2 separate regions of the Columba livia genome follow, and region 2 is linked to region 1. The links are chromatin contacts, called in public Hi-C maps. All regions are on one chromosome and are shown on one strand. Each heading gives the region's core, a stretch centred on a gene start, on an enhancer-like site or on the middle of the called end of the contact. The rest is flanking DNA. Distances are from core to core; before and after follow the strand shown.

Region 1 (2,700 bases), core at 186-2,685:
TCTCACCTGCAGCCACAAAGGCAACCGGTGCCCAGTTACAAACCTGACATCCCTACCCGACACCTCCCGTGAGGCTGGGCAAGTTGCTGGGGAGGCATGGGTGTGAAATACAAGATACGTGCCCACCAGCACGCCCGTGGCCATCGTTTGGCAAGGAACTCGGTCTATTCTTAATCGAGGAAAAATGAGGACACTGGGATTCCCACGAGCTGTCTGGGGACTGAGCTATGGATTGACAGGCTGTCAATCTCCAGGTGGCTGTCTGGTGAGTGGAAGGGAGAAGCTCTCTTGCTCTTTGCCCTTCAGGGATGCATCCTCTGCTGCCCTGCCCCCATCACCTCCAAGATGGCCCAAGGGAAGGGTTCTGCTCAGCTGCCTCCCCGAGTGTTTACTGGGGTGCCTTGCTCAGTCTCCGTGATGAACCCCAGGTCAGGCAGAGGCTGCTCAGAGCTCTTCCCAGCAGCAGTGTTGTGCCAGCAGGCCTTGATTTGCCATGGCCATTCCCTGGATCCCAGGTTTCAGCAATGACAACCTTGCTCCTCTTGCCCTGCAGTTGCTTAGAAGCATCAGCAGGAGCATGGGGGCTGGATCAGTCCAGGTTTAGAAAGGCATCACCAGGCCACCCGTCCTCCAAACGCTTTTCCCAACTGTAATTCCCGACAATTCCCAGCACCTGGCGAGAGCCCGGGTGCCCTCCCGTCCCTGCTTGACGGAGAAACTGATCGTGTCGAGGGCAGCCAGGACTAGAGCAGTAGACTCTGCCTGCCTGGCGCTGCAGCACGGCGACCCAGAGGACGCCCGCCGGAGACACATCTCCCTTCTGCTCCCATTTCTGCCACATCATTTACTCTCCCCGGGATGACCCGGTGCACAGAAGCGGCGCCACCTCCCGCACCGGACCCCCCTGGGCGCGCAGGCGGGTCCCTGCTGCCCCCGCTGCCGGCAGGGCGAGGGGGTTGCCGCCCCGCCGCCCTTCCCTGGGCCCGACACTGCCGAGCAGGTGCCCTCCCCCGAGCCGCAGCTCCCGCACCTCCGCGGCAGCATCAGCATCCCGCAGCCGCGTCCCCCCGCCCCGCCACCGCCGCGGGTGGGCTGGGGGGAGCTCGGCGCGGCTGTCTCACCTTCTCCACGTTCTCCACGGTGAAGTCGAGGCCCTGCGGCGGCGGCGGCGCCTCCGCCCTCCGCTCCATGGCTGCGGCGGCGCTCAGGAGGCGGTGGCGGGCGGGCGACAGCGGCGGCGCACGGGCAGCCGCATCGCGGCGGGACCCGCCTCCCCGCCCCGACGAGGGCGGCGGCACCGGGGCGGCACAGCTCGGCTCGGCGCGGCGGGCAGCGGCGGTCGGGTCGGGACGCGCCCCGGGGACGCCCCGAGAGGCACTGCTGCCCCGCTCCGCTCCGGCAGCGCCTCGCCCCGCTGCCCCGCAGGCGCGGACGGGCAGCCCGGGACCTGCCGCAGCGCCGCGCCGCACGCCGGGAGCGGTAGTCCCGGTAGTCCCGGGCCACGAGCGTCCCCTGCCGGGCACCGGCACCGAGCTCCGCCCCTGCTCCCCACGCGTGGGACGGGCGGTGCCGACAGGAGCCCCGCTCAGGACCCTCCCAATCCCAGCCCACGGGTGTCAAACACACCGGGCGCCCCCGTCGTCCCCCCATCACGGGCACACACAGGGGTTGGACTCGCAGCCCATCACTTTATTGCTACAGGAAAAGGCGACTGTACAAAAATAGAGTTTATCCCTCAAATTTTACAAATAATAGAAAAAGGGGCTGGGGGCACGGGGCACCGGGGGACGGGGCGCTGCCCAGGGCTTCACAGCAGCGCTGGGGTTAAATTACACCCGGCCCCCGGGGGCCCAAAGTCATAAATAGGAGCTGCCGCTCGAGAACAATAAATAAATAATTTAGAGTAAAATAAATAGTTTAGTGCCGCAGCACCATGGGGGCAGCAGAGGGACCCTGCCAATTCCTGGGAGCAAGGCAGGGGTCCCGGCAGGGGTCCCAGCAGGTGCCCATGCCCTGCTACCCTGCTGAGCACTTGGGGCTGCTGCCAGTTGAGTGCAGGTCCCCTACCCTGCACTGGTGTGGTTTGGCCCTGCTGCACTCGTCTTCAGGGACACCCCCTCCCTGCACGGCAGCTCTGGCCACCACCAGCTCCAGGGTGCCCGAGGGGACAGGGAGGTTTTTTCCCCTCTTTCTGTCCTACTCCAAAGCTTGGGCAACAGCCCCAGCTCCCCTAAAGCAGGGGTGTGGGAGCAGGGCATGGACAAGCCAGGCGCTGCTGGTGGACACTGGGCTGGCAGACACCTGCAAGCAATGGGGATGCTCCGTGTCCCCTCCAGCTCTTCTTCCAGTGCTGAGCTGGGGTGCACCCTGGCAGGACCCTGCATAGCCAATGGCACCAGCTTCTTGGCACAGAGCGGGAAGAGGCTTGGCCACCCACCCCCTGTCATGGCTCCATCTCGCCTCGGTCCCTCGTGGCTACACAAAACCAGGGACATTCTCCTCCACCAGACCCCTCCTCTGAGCACTGGCACCACTGTGTGTGGCAAGCCAGGGTCTGCCAGTGTGTGTCGAGCCACGGCCAAGCCAGCAGCCCCTTCTCAGCCAATGCAGCTGCACTCCGCTGCTGAGAGCTTCTCAACTGTCTGCCATGTGTTCTGCACGTCCATGAAGGAGACGGCCTCATAGCGGGTGGGCCGGCAG
Region 2 (2,700 bases), core at 12-2,511, 140 kb after region 1:
AAAAAGCTTTGTCACAGCCAGCTATAGAAAAATATAAACGAGGAGCTGACAACTACGCTGTGTCAGGTACCATAGCAATAGTGTTCTTCAGAGTAAGTGACATGCTTCAGAGGCAAGCTTCATAAACAGTGTAACGTTCACATGCTGGAATAAACTTGATTTCCATTCCACCCTCAGATAAGGATTCCCTAAAAAATCTCCACGGGGAAACAAAAGGGAAGATGATTGCTCTTTGGAGGATGAACAGCGCTGGCCTGCAAGAAGGGATCTATGTCAAGCCAGGCAAGCGCAGAAGAGTTGACACTTTGGTGATCACATACAGGCCTTTGGGATTTCCAACTCTTGCATCAGTTTAAAAACAAACTCACAAGTGTTTTGGTTCAGGACAGGCAGCGGCATATCACCTGTTTCCACAAAGTGGTACTTTGTTCATTATGACGGACAGCAAGAATAGAATGACAAACGCTGGTGTTTTAACATAAATCCATATCAAAACTCACGATGCCACAGAACATCTATTCCTTGCAGTAAACAGTATTAGAATTACATGAGACCAACTTCTTTAATGGTCTTGACAGAGAATTTCTAACCACTTCGACTGAAGTTTTGGGTATGACCTACACTTAGATAACCAAATCCATTCAATTTCATTCAATATCCAACCTAGGAAAACAAACAAACATTTATTTAGGTTAATGCTACTGTAGTAAAGAGTTACAAAGTAAGTGTTCCACATTACAGATATGGAGGGAAAAAGACCTAAACCTTTTCTTCATAAGTTTCCCAGTTTTCATACAACTAGTAAGAACTGGTAAAAGCAACACAAAATGTGCAAACCAAGACCTAAGAGGAACGTATCAAGAAAGAAGTCGGTCTCACACACACCAGGCACCTTTATGGAGATCCACTTGAAGAACAGGCCCATCTAACAGCAACAACAAAGTGTCTATGCACACTAATTGGAACTACATGTATTACTTTATTTTTTCGTGGAAACCTGTATTTGCCATTATGTTATTGTGCTCAGAATCAAAAATGGGCTGAAAAGCCTGTGAGTCATTCCTTTTTACTTTTAAAATATTTGCACATCAACTTTCTGCCAAGAATATGGAGAACCCCTAGTGTTTGAAGATTTATTCCTAGTCTCCAGCAGTCCAAAAAGTCCTCAGCTACTTCTTCAGAAACTCTTGCAAGAATGTTATCCAGCCATCCCAATTCTAAAGCACATAAACTTAGGTATCTACTGCTTTAATTTTTGTTGTTGATACTAAGGAAAGCACTTTTTTGTCTCATCCAAACAGAACAAAACTCCATGTATTTACTGCACACTTCTACCTCTTCTATTAATACATTATCACTGTTTTCCCTTACACTCTCAGTAAAACTTTTTTTCCATGAACATTTCTTTCTTATGAAACTGAGCTTGTTGGGGCAAACAGTATAAAACTGCTCCAAACAATACCCAGCCATTCATATTTTTTGCTTTACATTCTTTTCCCACATGGTTTGGTTCATAATTACTTCCAGCTTCAGGAAACTGGCCCTTTCAAAAGCACCAAACACAAGGTTTTTTCACTTGGTTTGCACTTAACAAATCAAGTAATCAATCAGTTCTATCTAAGTAGCCAGTAATTCTGATGTGTACAGTCTTTATCTACCTCATCGACCAAGTGTAACACAGGAATCCTAAAGTTAGATAACAGAGTCATGTGAGAAATCCTTATGAGAATTCCAAAGGATCAAAATCAAGGGGAAAAAAAGAACTAAGATGAGCAAAACAAAGAAACAGGGATGGCCATTACATCCCACCCAAATGTGGGAGGTTTGATGAATGAACAACAAACAGACCGGTAATTGAATCACTGTGAATAGCCAGGGTTCATTTTCTTAGATATTTGAAGTTCTCAAACAATTAGTACACAATGGCAGAGATTAGGTGGAAGGATGAGAATTGGAAGTCAAATAAAAATCGGAAATTAAAGAGAAATAAATAACCAACCGCCAGGAAAACCCCGATGTTGTGAAGTACGCTAAGCCTTGAAATAATCTTTCAGATAAAGCACCAGGATGCTCTTGCTTGTGACGGTCGGAATTACCCCGTGTAGCCCGTGAGACACACGCTCACTCTTGCCGAGGCAGGACAGGAGATCATCGGGACTTCTCACTTCTCCTTTTTCCCCTCTCAGGATTGCAGAAATACAAAAAGACAAATGTGGAGGGAAAGGGGGCACAAAGAAATCCCCCAGCAGCAGGCGCGAGGCAAGTCCAGCATTCCGACACGTTTATTGCTTATTTTTACAGTGCTTAGTGGCTAAGTACCACACATAGACACAGTCCGTTTCAAAGCAACCTCCCACACTAGAAACAAAATGAGGGGAAGGGGCTCTGTTTCAGTTCTTCATTATTAAAGCTCTGAAGTAAAGCAAATTCAACAAACAGAAGTAACCCAATCTGTGTGTTTCCCCAGCCCAAACTCCCTCCATTTTTACGGTCTTTTCAAAGTCTAGATCAAGTTTCATATGAGTTTGCACGGCGCAGATTGTTATTTCTGGCTTCTTCCCCCCCACCAGATTTGATTTCTTTGTCTCCCATTTTTGAAGTTTGAAATTACCATGAATATTAAAAAAATCTTCACTGCACCTCCCAAATCTACTCTATAATACTGGAAAAACATGTAAATACACAGTATCACAAAATCTC

What was found. Hi-C and Micro-C count contacts between places; a contact is called where the count stands out from the background.
Region 2: a contact with region 1 is called in a Hi-C map of crop, with 2.8 times the contacts expected there. The contact joins the enhancer-like site here to the promoter of IPO13 in region 1. A contact is called at or near these places in 2 of 2 Hi-C or Micro-C datasets (crop and liver).

Annotation. Positions count from the first base shown.
Region 1 is chr8:4,678,072-4,680,771 of bColLiv1.pat.W.v2, forward strand. IPO13 (importin 13) reads right to left here and starts at 1,436. Exons shown (of 19, transcript XR_010474217.1): 1 at 1,122-1,436. It overlaps ARTN (artemin), which reads right to left. Exons shown (of 4, transcript XM_065071620.1): 4 at 1,677-2,700. The coding sequence ends at 2,598.
Region 2 is chr8:4,815,405-4,818,104 of bColLiv1.pat.W.v2, forward strand. All of the region lies in intron 5 of ST3GAL3 (ST3 beta-galactoside alpha-2,3-sialyltransferase 3), which reads right to left. Among named protein-coding and RNA genes, the nearest start is that of ST3GAL3, 59 kb to the right of the region's middle. Within about 2 kb of position 1,262, at least 2 of the 3 cell types and tissues checked have an H3K27ac peak away from gene starts, as active enhancers do.